7 separate regions of the Mus musculus genome follow, and all the other regions are linked to region 3. The links are chromatin contacts, called in public Hi-C and HiChIP or PLAC-seq maps. All regions are on one chromosome and are shown on one strand. The core of a region is the stretch at or near the end of the contact, and the rest is flanking DNA. Distances in the headings are between cores, read along the strand shown.

What was found. A called contact is a pair of places that touch in the nucleus more often than the background predicts. HiChIP or PLAC-seq counts read pairs in DNA pulled down with a chosen protein or histone mark.
Region 1: a contact with region 3 is called in a Hi-C map of bone marrow-derived macrophages, with 23 read pairs. The contact joins two enhancer-like sites. A contact is called at or near these places in 6 of 484 Hi-C or Micro-C datasets (the N1E-115 cell line, bone marrow-derived macrophages, embryonic fibroblasts and 3 more), 4 of 115 datasets of contacts at active chromatin or transcription factors (embryonic basal ganglia, extraembryonic endoderm stem cells, liver and 1 more) and 1 of 9 other capture datasets (embryonic stem cells).
Region 2: a contact with region 3 is called in a Hi-C map of bone marrow-derived macrophages, with 23 read pairs. The contact joins two enhancer-like sites. A contact is called at or near these places in 5 of 484 Hi-C or Micro-C datasets (bone marrow-derived macrophages, double positive thymocytes, ganglionic eminence and 2 more) and 6 of 115 datasets of contacts at active chromatin or transcription factors (bone marrow-derived macrophages, embryonic basal ganglia, embryonic fibroblasts and 3 more).
Region 4: a contact with region 3 is called in an H3K4me3 HiChIP or PLAC-seq map of bone marrow-derived macrophages, with 3 times the contacts expected there. The contact joins two enhancer-like sites. A contact is called at or near these places in 7 of 484 Hi-C or Micro-C datasets (CD4 T cells, bone marrow-derived macrophages, cerebellum and 4 more), 9 of 115 datasets of contacts at active chromatin or transcription factors (bone marrow-derived dendritic cells, bone marrow-derived macrophages, embryonic stem cells and 5 more) and 1 of 9 other capture datasets (embryonic stem cells).
Region 5: a contact with region 3 is called in a Hi-C map of bone marrow-derived macrophages, with 21 read pairs. The contact joins two enhancer-like sites. A contact is called at or near these places in 6 of 484 Hi-C or Micro-C datasets (the CH12 cell line, bone marrow-derived macrophages, double positive thymocytes and 3 more) and 5 of 115 datasets of contacts at active chromatin or transcription factors (bone marrow-derived macrophages, embryonic basal ganglia, embryonic fibroblasts and 2 more).
Region 6: a Hi-C map of bone marrow-derived macrophages shows a contact between it and region 3, with 22 read pairs. The contact joins the promoter of Sema4d here to the enhancer-like site in region 3. A contact is called at or near these places in 10 of 39 promoter capture datasets (the 3T3-L1 cell line, cranial neural crest, embryonic stem cells and 6 more), 1 of 484 Hi-C or Micro-C datasets (bone marrow-derived macrophages), 15 of 115 datasets of contacts at active chromatin or transcription factors (the 230-238 cell line, astrocytes, differentiating embryonic stem cells and 9 more) and 1 of 9 other capture datasets (embryonic stem cells).
Region 7: a contact with region 3 is called in a Hi-C map of bone marrow-derived macrophages, with 30 read pairs. The contact joins two enhancer-like sites. A contact is called at or near these places in 2 of 484 Hi-C or Micro-C datasets (bone marrow-derived macrophages and neutrophils) and 5 of 115 datasets of contacts at active chromatin or transcription factors (embryonic basal ganglia, embryonic stem cells, extraembryonic endoderm stem cells and 1 more).

The regions. Positions count from the first base shown.
Region 1 is chr13:51,885,009-51,887,708 of GRCm38.p6, forward strand. No RefSeq gene overlaps it. Among named protein-coding and RNA genes, the nearest start is that of Gadd45g, 40 kb to the left of the region's middle. Within about 2 kb of position 1,268, at least 95 of the 459 cell types and tissues checked have an H3K27ac peak or open chromatin away from gene starts, as enhancers often do. A contact at or near this core is called in bone marrow-derived macrophages, where this site is marked.
Region 2 is chr13:52,635,111-52,637,810 of GRCm38.p6, forward strand. The region is part of intron 9 of Syk (spleen tyrosine kinase); the gene reads left to right. Among named protein-coding and RNA genes, the nearest start is that of Syk, 40 kb to the left of the region's middle. Within about 2 kb of position 1,316, at least 65 of the 459 cell types and tissues checked have an H3K27ac peak or open chromatin away from gene starts, as enhancers often do. A contact at or near this core is called in bone marrow-derived macrophages, where this site is marked.
Region 3 is chr13:52,238,478-52,241,177 of GRCm38.p6, forward strand. All of the region lies in intron 3 of Gm33116 (a long non-coding RNA gene), which reads left to right. Among named protein-coding and RNA genes, the nearest start is that of Gm33116, 6.0 kb to the left of the region's middle. Within about 2 kb of position 1,389, at least 11 of the 459 cell types and tissues checked have an H3K27ac peak or open chromatin away from gene starts, as enhancers often do. A contact at or near this core is called in bone marrow-derived macrophages and pancreatic cancer cells, where this site is marked.
Region 4 is chr13:51,733,368-51,736,067 of GRCm38.p6, forward strand. The region is part of intron 2 of Sema4d (sema domain, immunoglobulin domain (Ig), transmembrane domain (TM) and short cytoplasmic domain, (semaphorin) 4D); the gene reads right to left. Among named protein-coding and RNA genes, the nearest start is that of Sema4d, 59 kb to the right of the region's middle. Within about 2 kb of position 1,369, at least 79 of the 459 cell types and tissues checked have an H3K27ac peak or open chromatin away from gene starts, as enhancers often do. A contact at or near this core is called in bone marrow-derived macrophages, where this site is marked.
Region 5 is chr13:52,613,872-52,616,571 of GRCm38.p6, forward strand. The region is part of intron 3 of Syk (spleen tyrosine kinase); the gene reads left to right. Among named protein-coding and RNA genes, the nearest start is that of Syk, 18 kb to the left of the region's middle. Within about 2 kb of position 1,295, at least 49 of the 459 cell types and tissues checked have an H3K27ac peak or open chromatin away from gene starts, as enhancers often do. A contact at or near this core is called in bone marrow-derived macrophages, where this site is marked.
Region 6 is chr13:51,792,300-51,794,999 of GRCm38.p6, forward strand. Sema4d (sema domain, immunoglobulin domain (Ig), transmembrane domain (TM) and short cytoplasmic domain, (semaphorin) 4D) reads right to left here and starts at 1,379. Exons shown (of 16, transcript NM_013660.5): 1 at 1,198-1,379.
Region 7 is chr13:51,815,554-51,818,253 of GRCm38.p6, forward strand. No RefSeq gene overlaps it. Among named protein-coding and RNA genes, the nearest start is that of Sema4d, 23 kb to the left of the region's middle. Within about 2 kb of position 1,313, at least 84 of the 459 cell types and tissues checked have an H3K27ac peak or open chromatin away from gene starts, as enhancers often do. A contact at or near this core is called in bone marrow-derived macrophages, where this site is marked.

The sequences.
Region 1 (2,700 bases), core at 18-2,517, 350 kb before region 3:
CATATATACACATACACCATACACACATACACATACCACACACACACACACACACACACACACACACACACATACACACACAGAAACACACACCCACCTCACACTGTCTATGGAGAAATTACTTTATCTACCTGCTCTGCTATTTGTGCTGTGTTGGTGAAAGATTAAAAAAATGTGCAGGGACTGGAGAGATGGCTCAGTGGTTAAGAGCACTGACTGCTCTTCCAGAGGTCCTGAGTTCAATTCCCAGCAACCACATGGTGGCTCACAACCATCTGTAACGGGATCTGATGCCCTTCTTCTGGTGTGTCTGAAGACAGCGACAGTGTACTCACATACATAAAATAAATAAATCTTTTTTTTTAAAATGTACACTCTAAATTTGTGTGTGAATCTGAGGAGCAAGAAGGCTTTGCTGTGAAGAGCTCAGTGTCAGCTGAAGAAGCACAGAGGACAAAGGCATTCCATGGTCACACTAGGGTCATTAGACTCCTGGGACTGGTGTTTGCTCGTGTACTGTGAGTGTGTGCCCCGGAGCAGTGGGAGCGTTTGGTCACATGTGGGAAGTATTCATATGTGGTGAGTGTGTGCTCACATGCAGTACAAATTTTCAAGTTCTTATGCGGTGGGAGTGTGTGCATTCACGTGTAATACACATGTGGCATGAGCCGCATGTTCATACTTGATGTATGTGTGTGTTTGACCAGTTCACATGTGGTGAGAGTTCATTCATAGCGAGAGTGTGTATACAGGTGGTAGGAGTGTGCGCTCACACACATGGCATGAGTGCCGAGTTCCTATGTGGAGTGAGTGGTGTGTTCACACCCAGTGGGAGGGTGTTCACACATGGTGTTGAGTTTCATGTTCTTTCTTTGCCTTTTCCTTTGTGGGCCTCGGCTTATCTGCACAGTGGCATCCTTGCGGCTGCCAGTCGGTGTGGCTCTGCATATGGGTTGTGGGTGGGAGTAGTCGGTCCCCAAACCCTGGTTCTCTGTCTCCTTTCATGTTTTCTCCTCCCTATATCTGTGGGTCTAGTGAAGAGAGATTGAAAGCCAGCTATGGCACCCACCTATAATCCCAGCACGGAAGAAACTGAGGCAGTGGGATCATGAGTTGGGAATATTGTTTCATAAACAAAACAAAAAAACCAAAAGCAAACCAAACGTCTGCCAGCCCCAGAGGCTTTGAGCAGCTGTGTGGAGTAGGTCCCTCCTACCCAAGCTAGGAGAGGGAGAAGCTGTTGCCACACTGAGTCACTGAGGCCTGTGTTGTTTCCACAGGAAGTGAGTTCCTCCGGCTCTTATGTTTATGGACACCTTGGGGACAGGCACACTGCTTAGTTTCTCTTGTCTTTGCAGAGTCTGGCTGGTGACAGACACATCTCCAGCTACGGGTTTTATGGGAGTATATGCATGAGATATAAATACACGGTCACGGGCCAACAGGAAGTTGTGAAGTTTTTCTTATAACAGAAGAAAGAGCTGAGATTAAACTCCGACATCAGCTCAGCACTTGTAGGTAAATACACGAATAAAATTGAGACATGGAGAAGCTCAAAACTGCACATGTACTTAATTTTTAGCCTTAGCCGCGGGTCAGTCTGCTGAATCCCCATTCAGATTGCCTTAAGGAGAGTTAGCAGCTACAAATGTTCAGATGTGATCAACAGATTAGCAGGCTCTTGAGAAGTTATCCCCAAACCCTTTATAGATGGAATTCAAAAGTGTGCTGGGCATCTATTTTCAGCCCCAAGAGATAGCTTGGATGCCTTTCTATCCGGTGTACTGAGTTTGATTTAAAGGTTTGACTGAGAAAACACCATGCCACAGATGCTTAAGTCTGCACATAATGGGATGGGCACCCAGCCATCGCCGGCCACATTTCAACTCTGGATGTTCAAGAGATGACGTGGTAGAGCGGCTTTCAGGAGTTAAAGCTTTCTTCTGAGCCTCTGACATGTCAGACTGCGGATTCCAAGTTTATGGCTGTGTTTGCTAATGTCTTCTGCGAAAGACGAATTCCTTTCCCAGACATGAGAATGCTTGGCTGAGGAGCACGGCCTGGTGGGGGAGACTTGTTTTGCTCGGACCTTGGATGGTGGAGGCTGTGGTTGTGTCTGTGGTGAAGAGGTTGTATTGCCTCGGGTTTCCTCCTCTCCTTCCCTTCCTAGACCTGGAGTCATAAAACCAAGGTAAACAGGAGCAGAAGACTCTTCAGCTTAGGCAGGGATACCTTCAATGCTATGACTGTCTTCAAGTTGTGAGATGGGGTTCTGTTTCCTCTCTGACTTGCACAAGCTCAAGACACAGAAAAGATTAGCCTCTGGTTGGTACACAACTCTCTGTGGCTCACATGAGTGATAGTTTCTTTTATTAAAATCCTGCCCACTGGGCAGGCTGAGGCGTCTGACTGTAGGGTACAGATGTCTGGACTGTAGCTCTTATAGAACAGAAGAAAGAGATGTGAGTGGTGTTATTCGGGAAGAGGATGCAGAGAAAAAGAGCCCACTTCCTTTAGACTCAGCAAAGCACCGCTATTCTTAGTCCATTTGTAACAGAATATCCAGGGTAGTTTATAAAGAATAGAGAATTAGGTCTTACTGTTCTAGGTTCGGGGGAGCTCAAAATACTTATCTGGCCAGGAGGATCTTCATGCTGTGCCATCCCACGGCAGAAGGTGGAAAGATCCACATCTAGTGCT
Region 2 (2,700 bases), core at 66-2,565, 400 kb after region 3:
AGTCTTACTCTCTTACCTGTAAAAGAGCTCAGTGCTTGGAAGACCAGGAGTTTCATAGTCTCTTCCTGGGCCACCGTAAACAGTCAGGAATTGGAACAATAGTAGCCTCTTAGAATTAGTGGGATATTATCTTTCCCCTCTGCTTTTCTAGAAGACGTGGTATTTTCTTTTTTAAATGTCTAGAGGAATCAAGAAACCTTTTCTAACTTCTTAATTTAGATCCCTGCCTCACACCACAGATGTAATGATAGACCCAACTATGAAAGCCAAAATAGGTGGCTAGAGATGACAGAATGGAGCCTCCCATGTTCCCGGGAGGGCCCAGAGAGGCTTCTAGGGTGATGATAATATCTAAATCCTCCTGTCAGGCCACAGGCTGTGTTCTAGATCACCACACTAGCTGTGTGTACTTTCCTGTGTGTGTGTGTCCCACTAATTCTGTTATTTGACCTAGTGTATTTGTTAGGTGTGTGTGTGTGTGTGTGTGTGTGTGTGTGTGTACGTACATGCATGTGGTTTGGGGATCAAGCTCCAGCCACCAAGCTTGGCAGAGAGTATCTTTACCACCTGAGCCCCCACACGGCCCATTTCCTGAATAGTTCTGTTTTGATTCATCGGTTTGAAGGTTCAACAAAAGAAACAACTTCTCATGCTTGTGGAAATTTTACCACAGGTAATTTTTCAAAGCATACCTAGTTAATGTTTGTTCTTTCTTTTAAGCCACATTTTGCTAGAATACTTTCAAGAGTTCAGCATGATCCATGTGATGTTTTTGTGAGGGAATAAAAAAAAATCCATATTTTCGAAACACATTGAGGCTTGCTTAAAAGTAACCAAGCCCAGTGGGAGAGAAGTGTTTCTTTCTCTTTAACTCTGAGCTTGAACAGAATGTGTGCTTCTGATTGGGCATGTTGTGTACACACCTGTGGCCCCCCAGAGCCCCAGAGGTAGAGACAGGGGGATCAGAAGTTTAAGGTCATCTCCTACTATACAGCTAGTTTCAAGCCACAGTGGATTATGTAAGACCCGGACTCAAAGAAAAAAAAAAAGCAAAGCAATGTATTTTTATTTTTTAAATTCTGGGCCCAGAGGCTCATTTGCAATATCATAAAGAAACTTTGTATTCCTTTATGCATGTAGGCAGAACCTAGCTGGGAAACCACATGACACTGCAGCAGGCTGTATGTGTGTCACAACAGGGGAACTTTGTTGAAGCTGGTTGAATATTTCACAATTCGGGGCTTTCCTCAGCCTGGACCATTCTCCATTGCTGTCCACTACACCGGGGTTCACAGGCAGTGGGGCATGGTTCCTCTGTCTGTAAAAGAACAGCTGTAGAAAGAATCTCTTGTGTACTGTATGGAATCATTACCATCATACAGAGCACCAACCACAAACCAGAGAACAATCCCCGAAGTCCAATTTGGGGAACCAGTGACTGGGCACGCATGTGGGGGTTACTCACAGGAGCTGCGTGTGCCGCTGAGAAGTCTGGGCCTCAGTGTGGATGGTGGCCTCTACAGGATGTAGGGTCCCCTAGATGCCCCCTCTCGGGCTCCTGTTAGCTTTCACAGTCGTATGCTCTAGCACCTCCCAAGACCGTGCGTCTATGTTCAGTTAGGACAGGATCTCACACAGATGACTGGGAAGCGCCGGGGGGAGTTCCAGGAATCAGGGTAACAGTCCAGTGAGCATCTCCACCCCTTCCTTATATGGAGGAGCACCAGCATTTGAAGCTGGTCTTTCTTCTCTCTTGCAAAAGGCATAGCTGATCAGATGGAAAGAGCAGGTGTTATATTCAGAGGACGTTAAAGATGATCTTAAACCAACGATCCTCCTGTATCCACCTCTGGGGCTCTGGGGCTCACAGGTGAGCACCCCCATGGCCGGTCTGAAGCACACGAGTTGTTCAAGCTCAGAGTTAAAGGGAAAGAAACACTTCTCTCCCACTGGGCTTTGTTACTTTTAAGCAAGCCTCAACATGTTTCGAAAATACAGATCTTTTTCAATTTCTCACAAAAATATCACATAGATCGTGTTGAACTCTTGAAAGTATTCTAACAAACTGTGGTTTAAATGAAAGAATAAACATCAGCTATGTGTGATTTGAAAATTTACACCTGCCGGGCAGTTGTGGCACACGCCTTTAATCTCAGCACTTGGGAGGCAGAGGCAGGCGGATTTCTGAGTTGGAAGCCAGCCTGGTCTGCAGAGTGAGTTCCAGGACAGCCAGGGCTACACAGAGAAACCCTGTCTCGAAAAAACAAAAACAAACAAACAAACAAACAAACAAATAAACCCCAAAAGAAAGAAAGAAAGAAAGAAAGAAAGAAAGAAAGAAAGAAGGAAAATTTGCACCTGTGATAAAATTTTCACAAGAAGGAGAAAAATGGTACTAGCTATTTATCTTGATGTGTGTGTGTGTGTGTGTGTGTGTGTGTGTGTGTGTGTGTGCAGGTACTCCTGACACAGCACATATATAGAGGCCAAGGGACAACCCTTGGATGTCACCTCTTACCTTTCACCTTGTTTCAAACCGCCTCTGGGGATTCACTGCTGGCCCCACGAATCTCCATAGATTCTCCCCTAGAAGCCCTGGGGTTGCAGACATCTGCTATCCAACTTTCTGTGGGTTCTGGGGATCTGAACTCTTAACCTCACTCTTGCATGCGCTTTTTACACTGGGTTATCTCCCCAGCC
Region 3 (2,700 bases), core at 139-2,638:
GTTAACAATCATGAATACTTCAGTTGGCTACAGATACTCAGTGTATCCTGAAGGGGGTGCTGTGCCTTCTGGGGTTTAGGGTATGGGGAGGGCAAACTAAATGATTCTCTATATGGCTTGAAAGTATGTGGACTCAGGTGAGATGTTACCTCCCTGATGACTCAACTCAAGGAGAGAAAAAGCCTTTGAGGTGGCCAGATATCATGGAAGTCTAGATATCTCAGTCTTGGATTCTCAGTATCCTATTCTCACAGATCACTGCAAAAGGCTCTATTGAAATCTGGTTGGCAGTGGAAAAGAGATGGGGCAACTGGTCTACCTACTAGATGCTCTGCTCATTGAAGGCAAAAACTAGGTATGAAATATTTGAAACAGGGACCTGGGGAGATGACTTAGTTGACTAAGTGCTTGCCTTGGCAGTTTGAGGATCTTAGTTCAAGCCTCAACACCCACATAAGAAACTAGGTGCGGTAGTGTATACTTATAATCCTTGTGCTTGTGAGGCAGAAATAGAAGGATCCCTGGATACTAGGAACAGAATAAGCAAGCTCCATGTCCCAGTGAGAGATCCTGTCTCAAGTAACAACAAAAACCAAGCTGAACAGTTTCTAAGGAATAATACCCAAGGTTGTCTTCGGGCCTGCACATGCATTCACACACAGGTGCATAGACATTTGCACACATAGAGACATGCACAAACACAAATAAAATGTTGTCTGGGGTACCAAAATCACCTAAACTATTCCCTATCGAGCATCCCAAACTTAGGACTTGGAATTTTGAATATGGCCATATCTGCTGTCTTGTTCATTAACTGGTCATTCATTGGCCTTGAGTTGCCTGTTGACTTTCTGTTGACAGTCTTGAGGTTCCCATTTCTTCTGGCGTCCATCACGTCCTGAGAGTGACTGTAGAGGTCATGGCTTGAGGGGGAGAAACTAGAATGAAAAAGGCAACATCAAGGCCATGTGTGATTTAGAATTCTGGTGATAAACTTTAAAGTAGAGTTGGAAGCAAAAGACCTCAGGGGCAGTGAGATCTTTAGTGGAAAGAAAGATTACCTTCTCCTCAGTCCCAAGCAGTTGACCTGATTCTTATGTGCAAGCTAGATTTTGAGAAACATTCACCATAGAGCATACTCCAGACCGGTGTTCACTCTGAGCTACAAGGACTTGTTTCTACTTACTTGATGGGTTGAGTTAAGAACTCTGTGAAAGAGTATCCCTTGGTGTGCTGGTTAGTTTTTGTCAACTTGACATAAACTAGAGTTTCCTGAGAAAAGGAAAGTTCAATTGAGAAATTTCCTCCATCAGATTGGCTTGTGGACAAGTCTGTAAGGGCATTTTCTTGGCTGATGATTAATGTAGTATTGAGTCATATAAGAAAGCAAACTTAGCAAGCTATTATGCAGCATTTCTTCTTGGTTTCTGCCTTTAGATTCATGCCCTTGGGACAAGGGGCTATGATGTGGAAATGTAAGATGAAATAAATCCTTTCCTCCCCAAGGTGAATTTAGTCAGGTTGTTTTTTTGTTTGTTTGTTTGTTTGTTTTGTTTTTTTCATATCAGCAAAGAGAAGCACACTGGACACTTGGATTCTTAGTACCAAGGTTTTGGATTTGATAGTGTAATTTTGATACATGTCTAAGCTACAGAACAGAGTAAAGCAAGAGGATTTTCAATGTCCTATGTGACTTGTTCCTATACATTAAGAGACAACTTGGGCCGGGCGTGGTGGCACACACCTTTAATCCCAGCACTCAGGAGGCAGAGGCAGGTGGATTTCTGAGTTTGAGGCCAGCCTGGTCTACAAAGTGAGTTCCAGAACAGCCAGGGCTATACAGAGAAATCCTGTCTCGGGGGGGAAAAAAAAGACAAATTGAGCCCATGCCCTTCTATAGTGGGGGAAGGACAACAAGCTTGCCTAGTCTTCCTCGGGCATAATTCTTCACTGTTTGCCATGTGGTGTTTTCTCTTCAGTGCTGACCACTGTTTCCATTGACCACATAAATAGTAAGCTGGGGTCTAAAAAAAGCAATGCACATAAAAAGTCACCGAATTGCTTGTTGAATCTGGAACATTCCTGCTGATAGATGTGAAAGCTTTTTCCCACTGCAGCTAGGTGCAGGAATTCAAAAATAGAATGTATTCAATTTGACATTGTTTAGTGTACTCTAAAAATTCTCTTGAAAAAGATGTCTTTGGGCGTGCATCTGTGAGTACACAATAAACTTCAAAAAAGGACAATATTTCCCAGGAAATCAAAATAGACATGTTTGTCATTGTTGCTATTTATTCATGTTGGAAATCTGTCCCTCTTTATCTGTGATTATGTAACATCCCAATCTAGGCTTCCAAATGCCTATGGCAGGCCCGGTCTCTCTCTCTCTCTCTCTCTCTCTCTCTCTCTCTCTCTCTCTCTCTCTCTGTGTGTGTGTGTGTGTGTCTGTCTGTCTGTTTGTCTGTCTCTCTTTCCCTTGTTCCAGAGATCCACATCAGAAGCACCCCCTCCGCTGGCAGGGGGTCTGAGATATTGCTGACCGCTCTCTATTTTGATTGGTTAGCTATGGACCTTCATTGGGCACTCTGGGCCACTGAGTATGTATATCTTCATTCCTCAAGCTACATATTCTAGAGACATGAAGGGTTTCAGAAGATATGGAATTTAGACAATACTCCAAGAGTGATATAATCTGGGATG
Region 4 (2,700 bases), core at 119-2,618, 510 kb before region 3:
GGTCAAAGAGGAAGAGGGGAAGAAGGAGGAGGAGGAAGAGGAGGAGGAGGAGGAAGAGGAGGAGGAGGAGGAGGAGGAGGAGAAGGAGAAGGAGAAGGAGAAGGAGAAGGAGAAGGAGAAGGAGAAGGAGAAGGAGAAGGAGAAGGAGAAGAAACAAGCTGATACTCAGAACCTCAGCGCCAACTGCAGACTTCTTCAGGAATAATGAGGCCTTGGCTACTGAGATGACGCAGGCCACTCTGCAAGCTTAAGGACTTGGGTCACAATCCTTGGTACCCATGATGGAGAGAGAGAACCAACTCTGAAAGTTATGCTCTAATCTCCACAGGTAAGCCATTGCATGCACATGACTGGACTCACACATACAAGGCCCCTGCCCAAATTACACCCAGATAGCCATGGAAACTGAATGTGTATAACTGGCTCGCACATTCCCAATAGGGCCCTACTCCTTTACCACAGCCTTGGCAGGCTGTGAGAAGAAGCAGAGGGAAGAGGAGTTTTATACTTATTCTGGTTCCTTCTCTTAGCTTTGTCCAACTAAAATGCATCCCAAATCCCGTGTAGAGAGCCATCTCTCAAGTGCTATGCCTCACTGCAGGAAGGTGTAGTACGGCTGGCATGGTCCACACCAAGTTCATGAGAGGAAGTGCTGGTCATCATACAGATACACACCCACAGGGACACAAGTGGCACAGGACACACAATCACACACAGTTAAGCACGGTGATGTAGGACACACAGGCATATAGACAACTTATCACACAGATGTAGAGCCATGAACACACAGGTACACACACACACACACATACACACAGGGACATGATGGACACATGCTATGCTATACCCCTAAAGAGTAGAGCAAGCACACGTGAGGTGCACACAGAACCATCATACCATTAGCAGCCATCACTTGGGAGGGATGGGAGTTGGAGGAGGACATGGAGACAGGGAAGGGAAGACCATCTAGGAACCTCACTGTCTAGCATCAAAGCCTGGTGCCGCCCTGAGGGACAGCAGTCTTGGCTCCAATGAAGATATAGGAACAAGATACCTGACAGTCCACCAGACCCAATGGAGGCTTCTACAAGGTATCGCTTACCGACCTGGACATAGAAATCATACACGGAATGATTTACCTGTGCCGTGAGTCTCTGGGGTTGTTCCTGGCACCTTTAGAATGGAAGCTTCAGGAAGACATCTCTGAAAGTAATGAGAGACTAAGAGTCAAGCCCCTGGGTCCTCCACCCTCACGGGGCGCTTGGGTTTCAGACAGGCACTAAATACAAACTCCTTAGGGCCCCAAGCAGATGACCTCTCTATCCAGTTCCTGCGGGGCTTGTTCACTGCACCAGAAGTGAGGTGCTGGGCAGCCAGCAAAGGGGAAGCCTGGGTCAGCTGGTGCGCTTGCTTGCTCACCTCACCACAGACACCACAAATAACCACTTCTCTTTTCTTTCCTTCTCCTTTAAAAAAAAAAAAAAATCAGGCCAGAGAGGTGGCTTGGAGAGGTTTAGAGCACTGGCTACTACTACTGGCTGTTTTTCCAGAAGACCTGAGTTCAATTCCTAGTACCCACAGGGTGGCTCACCACTGTCTATAGCTCAAGATCTGACAACCTCACATAGACATATATACAGGCAAAACACCAATTCACATTAAAATATAAACAAACAAACAGACAGACAAATAAAAGCAATTTTGGTCAGGCTAAGTAGTCCGTACGAGCTTCAAACTCGATATCCTCCTGCCTCAGTCTTCCCAGTGCTGGAGATTTCAGGTGTGTGTCGCCACACTCAGCCACCACAGCCATGTCTAAGCATACTGCCCCATCGCAGAGAGCAGAGTCCATACATTAGAAAACTTATCACTAGGCTCAGTTAGAAAGCTTGCCTGGCATGCAAAAGGCCCTGGGACCTATCCTCAGCACCGCATAAACTGGGCACGGTGGTGTGAGCCTGTAATCCCAGCCCTCCATCCAGAATTCAAGATCATCTGTGGCTGCAGAGTGGATTCAAGACCAGCCTGGACTACATGAGAACCAGCCACAAAAACGAAACCAGTCTAACCAAGTCGTATTATTCTTTTCAGATGTTTAAAAAAGTAAATAAGACTTTATTTATTGCATATGTCCATGTGTGGGCACATTCACATTACAGCACATGTGGAAGTCCAAGGGCAACTTGTAGGAGCAGGTTCTCTCCTACCTTGTGGGACCCGGGGATCCAATTCAGGTCATTGAGATGGGCAGCAAGCTCCTTTTGCTGGCCAAGCCAGTTCATCAGTCCTAATTTCAGATCTGTGCCCCCTTCATCTTCCCAAGGAAACCAAGGGAAACCCACAGACAACATAGTCATAAGAATTAAATGGGTGCTCATCCCGAGTCTTGGTTGATTTTAGGTAGTTAGTTCTGAGACAGAACGTGGAGGCTGGTTCACACCGGATCAGCAGTCCTCCTCTAAGGTCTACCTCAGCCCCTCTCTTATCTCTTGCGATCAATTTTTGTTTGTTTTTTGAGACAGGGTTTCTCTGTATAGCCCTGGCTGTCCTGGAACTCACTCTGTAGACCAGGCTGGCCTCGAACTCTGAAATCTGCCTGCCCCTGCCTCCCAAGTGCTGGGATTAAAGGTGTGCGCCACCACAGTCCAGATTGCAGTCGTTTTAAAGCTAAACAGAAACAAGTACCCACTGTGGAGTAGG
Region 5 (2,700 bases), core at 45-2,544, 380 kb after region 3:
GACACATGTGCAGGCAAAGCACACAGAGACGTAAAAAAAGAAAAGAGTAAAATGAAGATTATTTTTAGATTATCTTAATCATTTCTCTTTTTAAAAACCTTTTGTTGGTTCTTTGTGACTTTTAAATCATGCTCCCCAATCTCTCTTATCTCCCCCTTCCCTTGTACCCTCCCCCACCCTTTCAAACTCCCTGCCAACAGAGGAAAAAAAGATCTCATGGAAGCTGTAGTATGTCACAGTGTGTCCCAGAGCATACCCTTTTGTTCACACTTCTGTGCTTGCAAATATTCATTGCAATGACTTGTTGGTCTTGTACAAAGCCTCTGGCTTCTGCTACTCTCTTAACACTGGAACCTCACTGGGATTCCTCTCAGATATCCTGGTGTTGCCCTATGTCATGGAGATCCTGTAGCTTTGGATCTATAGGACCAGCCCGGCAGTTCATAGATGGGGTACATGTTGGGATGGGCCATTCAAAGTCCCGAATCTGGGCAGGTATCTTGTGTGTGGCTGTTCTGTGAGTATAATACAAGATGCACAGGTCACTCTGTGTGCCATCTTCCATGCCACGCATGCTAAGACAGACCCGTGTCCTCTCAGTCCTGTCATGAGGTACTCGGCAAGGTCTCTGTGTCACTTCTGTACACACCCCTGCTGGGTGTGAACTCGTGCACAGAGCACACCTCATCCATCTCCACTATCCGTCTTGTTCTTAGTGCTCACTACAGCAAGGAGAAAGCTGAGATGGCCACACAGGAGATCTTGGTAGAAACAGAAGACTGGATCTGTTTATGGTCCAGTGTACAGCAAGTCCTCCATTTTGGGATGGGATGCACTCTTGAATCCCGTGTTAGTAGTAATGCCCTGCTGCCTTCTCTCAGGTGTGAGCCCAGAAGGTTCTGGAAGCCTTCCCCTCTTCTCTTTCCTTCCTCACCCTCTGTTCATTTCCCACCGTAATTTCCCAGCTGCCTGTGGAGGAATGACAGGGAAGACCAAGTCAACGGGAGTAGGCACCAAAGCTCCCTCCTCACTGAAAAGCAAGCACAGCCTACCTGCACTCACACGGTTTGAAGTGCCACTTTGACAGGCCAGACTCTTTACCACATCCTTCATCCTCCGAGGCCCCTTCACACTGAGGAATTCAAGAGTGAATAAAACTTTAGGCCTTCAGCCTGAGCCTACAGGGGCTGCTGACAGAAATGCACAAAGTATAGGAGTCTCTAGGGCAGCTGTGGAGGCAGCAGGCTACCATTGTATTCCTCAGAGCTGTAAATTTCCTATTTGTGCTGTCATCAAGCCAGGAAGTCACTCAACTGCTGTGTGAGCCACAGTTCCTATTTTCTGACTTGTGACATACATTGTGCAAAGAAGAAGAACAAAAAGGAACACAGAAGCAGTTATTCATTCAACAAGAGAGCCGTGTGTCTGAGTAGATAAGCATACATCATCATGCTTTCTACGTCAGGGAAGATGCCAGCCATCCAGGTTCACATGCTACAGAGCCTGTGACACGATAACATGCCACTTCCTGCCATGGTGTCTCATAAAATATGTGTTTATGTATATACATATTCATGAGCATCTATGTTCATGTATGCACGCATGTGTGTGTGTGTGTGTGTGTGTTAGGGAGGGGTCAGAAGTCAACACTCAATGTCTCTCTATAACTTTCCATCCATTCTGGGTGTCTTGGGAGCAAGGACTGGCCTCTTGTCTTCAACAGCTGTAATCTTAACTTGTATAGTGTTGCAACGGGAGGACCTCTCTGAGGACGTCCAAGGGGCTCTGAGAGAGAAAGAGGAGGTTAGCTGAGGAAGGGCATGCCCTAGCCGAAGAAGTATCTGTGAGAGCCTTAGTGACCCAGTATTGCCAGAACATGTTGCATGTGACCAGCTATGGGAAGGGAGGTCCCTATGATGTCGTGGCAACTGTGTTAAAACCCTTACTTTACTTAGTAATGGCTCCAGACGAAGACTAATGATGCCCAAGAGAAGCTGCGCTTATGTGGTACTTAGTTCAGTACCCTCTAGTTTCAAGAATCTGCTGGGAGTCAAGTTAAGTGCTCCCTGTAGATCAATGTCTGCTTTCCTGTTCCACCATCCACAATGTTCCATTGTGAAGATTAACTGGGTCAAGTTCGGAGACAAGCTGGGGACTGTGGTAGACCTGTGCTCCCTACATCCACCGATGTTTCCAATCAACTCTAAAGAACGCCTACCTTCCCCTTGTCCTTCAGAGGAAGTGTGGGCTCCTTACTGCAGCCTCTCCAGCCTGCTTAATGTCTGTTGCCTCTCCTCCCCCATGTCACGTGGGCCTGTCACCATGTTTCTTCTCATATTAACTTTTGTTTGATCTCTGTCTAATCTGTCCTTTTTTTGCTCATTAACTTTTAAAAAATAGTTACATCTTTCAATGTCCAGAAATTAAATTTGGAGTAGGGTTTGTTTACTTTTCACAATTGTTCCTCGGCATTTTTAGGAGCATCTCGTTGGTTGGTTGCTGATTCCTGTTTTGTTTCTTTAAGCGTTCCATGCATCATCGCTAGTTTGTATCCCATCTCATAGTTTTAATACTGAGCATATCCAGGTATACATATAATTTTCCTCCATGTCTCTCTCTTATCCGATGCCTCTTTTATCATAACTCATGTTTACTTACATCTGGGGTGACCTTTTTGAGTTCATATTTGGTTGATACTCA
Region 6 (2,700 bases), core at 129-2,628, 450 kb before region 3:
AACATTCCCAAATAACCCTGCCTGCCTGGGCAGACAAGAGACAAGTCAGACGCCAGGGGCACATATGAAGTGACAGACCGCTGGTGTCACTTCACCCTCCTGGGAAGGAAACTTCCGTTTGGTAGCGCCTGGTAGACCCACAGCTGGGTCAGATGGCTGGCTACAGGCCCCCAGTCCAGTGAGAGGTTGGGCCACCCACGGGCCTGGGCTGTGCTCCACACAGTGAGGGTTTTCAAAACAAAAGCAGGACAAGTTCATGTGGCAAATGACCCAGTATGTAGGGGCAGGCCTTCACCACATGCTTCATTGAAAGCCAAAACTCCACATTCACCCACAGAGAGACTAAACAGAAAACATATAGAGGGCAGCTACGTGCTCAGCGCTGTTTTGTTTTTTGGCTGATTTTTTTCCCCAAGCCATAACTGGCTGAGCCCCAACAGAACCAGCCCCCTGCAAATCATCGGGCGCCAGCAACAGGTGCAGCTCGAGCTAAAGCTGGTGGTGGTTCCGGGCGGTTCTAGAATAACGCAGCCCGAATCTTCCAGGAAGCCACCGCCTTGCAGTGCCCACTGCCCGGCGGTGGCAACCTCACCGCGGCCGCACCTGTCTGAGTGCACCGCGCCACATCCGGTGCACCCGAGCCAAGGCCTGGGAGACCGAAATAGAAGCTGGTTAGGCCGGGGCTGGGAGCCCGGCTACGGGCACCGGGCCTGACCTGGGAGGCACCGATCAAGGAGTCAGCACCCGGGGGTCCCAGCGTGCAGGGCCTGGCTGGTCAAGTCGCATCCGCTGCCTGTCCCGTGTCCCTGCTCCAGCCACCTGCCTGCCAGGGCCTGGCGGGAGCTAGGGAAGGGACGCCGGAGAGAGATCCGGGCTGGGGTGGAACTGCAGAGAGGGTCTGGAAAACGCGGTGGAAATGTAGAGGGGGGTGAGGAATCCGGATGGGACTCAGAGGGGACCCAAAGGATCCTGATGCGAACGCAGAGGGAGTCCGGGGGCATCCAGGTGGGAATGCAGACTAGGTCCTAGCGGTGTGGGAGAACCTGGGGAAGAAGCTCGGAGAGGGATCCTGGGAGCCCCGAGGGGGTCGCAGGAGAGGCTCCAACAGGGTTCCTAGGTTTACCGCGGGGGCTCGCCGCGCTCCGCGCACCTGCCCAACCCCGCGCGCGCTCCTCCCGCGCCGGCCCAGTCGCTTACCTGGAGCGCGCGTCCGACCCGCGGAGGCTCTCGGCGGGGGCTGGCCAGGCCAGCTCCGCGCCAAGAATGGCGGCGGCGTTGGTGGCAGCGACGACAGAGGCGAACGGCGCCAGGAGCTTGAGTCGGGGAGGCCGGGAGACGCGCGGAGATGCTGCGGCGCGAGAGGGAGCGGAGGCCGGCGTGGGGAAGGAGGGCGCGGGGCTAGCGTGCAGGCCCCACCCCCTCTCCCTCCCTTCCCGCCTCCTCCCCTCCCCCTCCCGTCTCTTCCCTCCCTTCGCCCCTCCCCCTTCCTCCTAGTCCCTCCTCTCACCCCAACCTCTCTCCCTTCTTCCTTGCCCTCCCGCGCCCCGCCCCTGTCTTCACCTACCCCAGTCTTTTTCTCCTGCTCCCCTCTTGTTTCCTTTCTCCCTCCCTTCCTTTCCTTCCCCATTTACCTTCCACCACCTCTTCCTCTTTTCATCCAACTCCCTCGTCCTCTTCCCCCGTGTCCCCCCCCCCCCGTCCCCCATCCCCCAAAGCCCCATGGTCCAGACCCCAGGGGCTCTTTCCTACCCAAGTCTGGTCTCTTGAAAACAGAGGAGATTACCAGCAAAAGGAGCCTTTTGATCCTTTCAGCCTCCTAATGATCCAGCCTGCTCGTCCAGGTCCCCAAAGTCTCCTGTGCCCCATGCTCTGGGGTCACCAGCGTTGACCCCAGAGATGCTGGGCTCTTACCTTTATGATCTAGGATAGACCCTTTGGGGTTCTCAATGCAAGGTGTGGGTGGTTCTTCCCATGGACCAAGGCTTCCTGTATGCAGCTCCCGATGAGATACATTTCTAACTAATTCTGGGCCTTCCGAAGTTGGTTGGTACAAAGGGTAGACATAGCCAGGTCCTTAACATGCTTTCTGAGGTTGGTGCTCCAGAACCTATGATTAAAAAAAAACCCAGACAGTGGTGCTTTGTTGTAATCCCAGTGTTGAGGCAGAGACTATTGGTGGAACCCTGGATGGAGTTCACTGGCCAGCCAGCCTGCCTTACTTAATCCGAAGTCAGACTCAGATTTCAGTAAGGGACCCTGTCTCCTAAAACTAAGTGGACAACACCTGGGTTGACCTCATGGCATATTGCATGGGTACACACACACAGACACACACACACACTGCAGCCACAGGGCATGTCCTTTTCTGCCCTTGAAGGGAGAAGTGACCCTCAGTTCACACAGTAACTGGCCAGGTGGGAAGTGCTGCCCAGAGACACAGTCCCTCCCTAAAAGGAAACCCAGTTCCTTAATGAACCTGCCGGAAGAACCAAGAAATAGATCAAGACCAGTCTCTAGGCAGACTGGTGGCTTCCTGAATTCCAGAAGGCCCTTAGGGGCTTCCAGCAGGGATGAGGCTGTTGGGAAGGCAGGCAGCTGACAGCAGTTAAACTGAGCAAGCCCTTCCTAAAGGATAGAAGGTCCTAGAAAGAACCAGGAAGCTTCTTCAGGTTAGGTGTGCCAGTCAGTGCTGGCTCAGAG
Region 7 (2,700 bases), core at 63-2,562, 420 kb before region 3:
CCTAGTGTCTTAGTTAGGGTTTTACTGCTGTGAACAAACACCATGACCAAGGCAACTCTTTTTTTTTTTTTTTTTTGAGACAGGGTTTCTCTGTATAGCTCTGGCTGTCCTGGAACTCATTCTGTAGACCAGGCTGGCCTCGAACTCAGAAATCCACCTGCCTCTGCCTCCCAAAGTGTGTGCCACCACTGCCCATCCCAAGGCAACTCTTATAAGGACACCATTTAATTGGGGCTGGATTACAGGTTCAGAGGTTCAGTCCATTATCATCAAGGCAGGAACATGGTAGCATCTAGGAAGGCTTGGTACAAGAGGAGTTGAGAGTTCTACATCTTCATCTGAAGGCTGCTAGCAGAATACTGGCTTCCAGGCAGCTAGGATGAGGGTCTTAAAGGCCACGCCCACCGTGACATACCCACTCCAAGGCCACACCCACTCCAACAGGGTCACACCTCCAAATAGTGCCACTCCCTGGGCCAAACCTAGTCAAATCATCACACCTAGTCTAGTCTTAAACACCCTGGCTCAAGAGCTCCCCCTGCCTCAGCCTCTCCGGTAGCTGAGACTACAAGGTACCTGCTTACTCTCCTCAACTTCCTTATTTTCTGTTCCCAGCTGGTTTTGCTTTGCTTTCTTCTCTGTCCTTTAATAACTTCCAGCACTTTATTTCCTTGCCTTGCCTCATCCTCCCGAGGCGAAGGTCTTCTGACTTTAAAGTATTGTGTTTATCAGTTAGAATATAAATAAACGTACAGAAAATAATGAGTCACTCATGAGCTCCATCCGGCTTCAGTGGGAGACCCAGACACAACAGTGCTTCCTGTTCTCATGGGATGGGAAGGAGGCCCTCAGCCCTGTGTCAAGAGTTGTCTGATATGACAGCGACACAGAAGGGTGACATCCAAATGAAGAACTCCAGGCGAGGATTTATGGGATCTCAGAGGCAAACTGATAGGTTTCTCTGGAATCATGCTCCCAGAAGAATAGATCAGAGAGAAGTCATCTTAGGTCCATGGGTAGTTCTGAGCCTGGCTCTGTCTGGTAACTTGGACCATCTGCAGAGGAGCTATCTATCATAGGCAGGCTGCCAGGCAGGAGGCAGCTGAAGGGCTGGCGGGAACAGCCATTTTCCAGAGCAGAAAGGGCTGCCTCTTGGCCTGGCTGGACACAATGCAGCATGTTTTCAGACTATAATTGGTGACATCCCCAACCAGGGACACAGTTAAGAGACACTGCTTTGCACAGGGTAGGACAGAGCTATGATTTAGACCCACCTCTTTGCTTACAGTCTTCAAGGCAAGAGAGCAGCCCAGGGGCTCCTGCCGTAAACACATAACATGTGTGCACACCCAGGATAACACGCATGAGGTTGGGCCATGCATAATAACAAGCCTTGCCAGATGGCTGGCTGCTCTGGGCCCGATTTTCCTAAGATGGCATTCATCACGTTGAGGGGGGTGGGAATACAATTTCTGCTCTTTCTAAATGAACACAAGTACGTTTCTATGCCATGATGTCATTTACACGACTGAAGGAAAGATAATTCCGGCACACATTTCTATCTGGTCTTTGAAATAGAATCAAGGCAAGTCCACAATGAAATTGGGCTCCCCAGCCAACAGCAGAGAGCATTCTTCATGGCTGCCTAGTTTTGTTCTTGACCCTCAGGTTCCATGGTTGACCGGAAAGCAAGATTCGGAAACCATGCTTGATTTTTTGCTTTGTTTTTGTTTTTAAGACCATAGGACTTGCTTGGTGAATTTTAGCCTGGTGTGAGCACCAGGCCTCTCAGAAGCAGCTATAGACACTTGATAAGAACAGCCACTTGCCTGCATTAGGCTCTGTCTGCAGAGAGCCATGGACTGTGGATCACTGTCTATGCTGCTGTCTTAGGGCCTCACTGATTGCTTCTGAACTTGACCATCTGAGGCAGTAGGCAGTAGTGTGATTGAGTCAGGCTTCCCCATTCCACTTCATGGGACAGTTTTCCTTCCTTTTCTTTCCTTTTTTTGTGAACATATACTGCTGTGTGTGTGTGTGTGTGTGTGTGTGTGTGTGTGTGTGTGTGTGTGTGTCTGTCTGTCTGTCTGTCTGTCTGTCTGCCTGCCTGCCTGCCTGCCTGCCTGCCTGCCTGCCTGCCTGTCGTCTGTCTGTTTTTCAGCTAGAGAACTCAGGAACTATCTATTTTTTGAGCTGGTTTTCCCACTGACCCAGGGACTCACTGGTTAGGCTGCCTGGCCCCTCCGGCACTTAGATTGCTAGGGCAAATCACCACATCTAGCTTTTTATTCTGTAGCTGCTGGAACTGAACTCAGTTCTTTATGCCTGCAAGGCAAGTACTTTACTGACTAAATGCTCTGCCCAGCTCCATTTGGGACCATTTCCCCGAACAAGGAACTCGTTTCTTTTTAGAGGAATTAAGTCATTTACAAAAATCATAAAACCCGCATAGCATACACTTGACCAGGAGGCAGTACCTAGAACAGCCCAGATTTGAGTCTTGGTGTCCTTCTTTCAAACTATAGCTAGGCATGGCCATTACTGCCCCAGTATCTGTAGGTCCTGTAGGCATGTACATGACTGTACAGACCATAAACAATTCAAACAAAAGACTCCCTGAGGCTAAGACCAGGCAGATGATGTGGCTGGGCCAGAGGATGTGTGAGCCTCATTCCATGATGAGGAGGGAAATAGGCACCA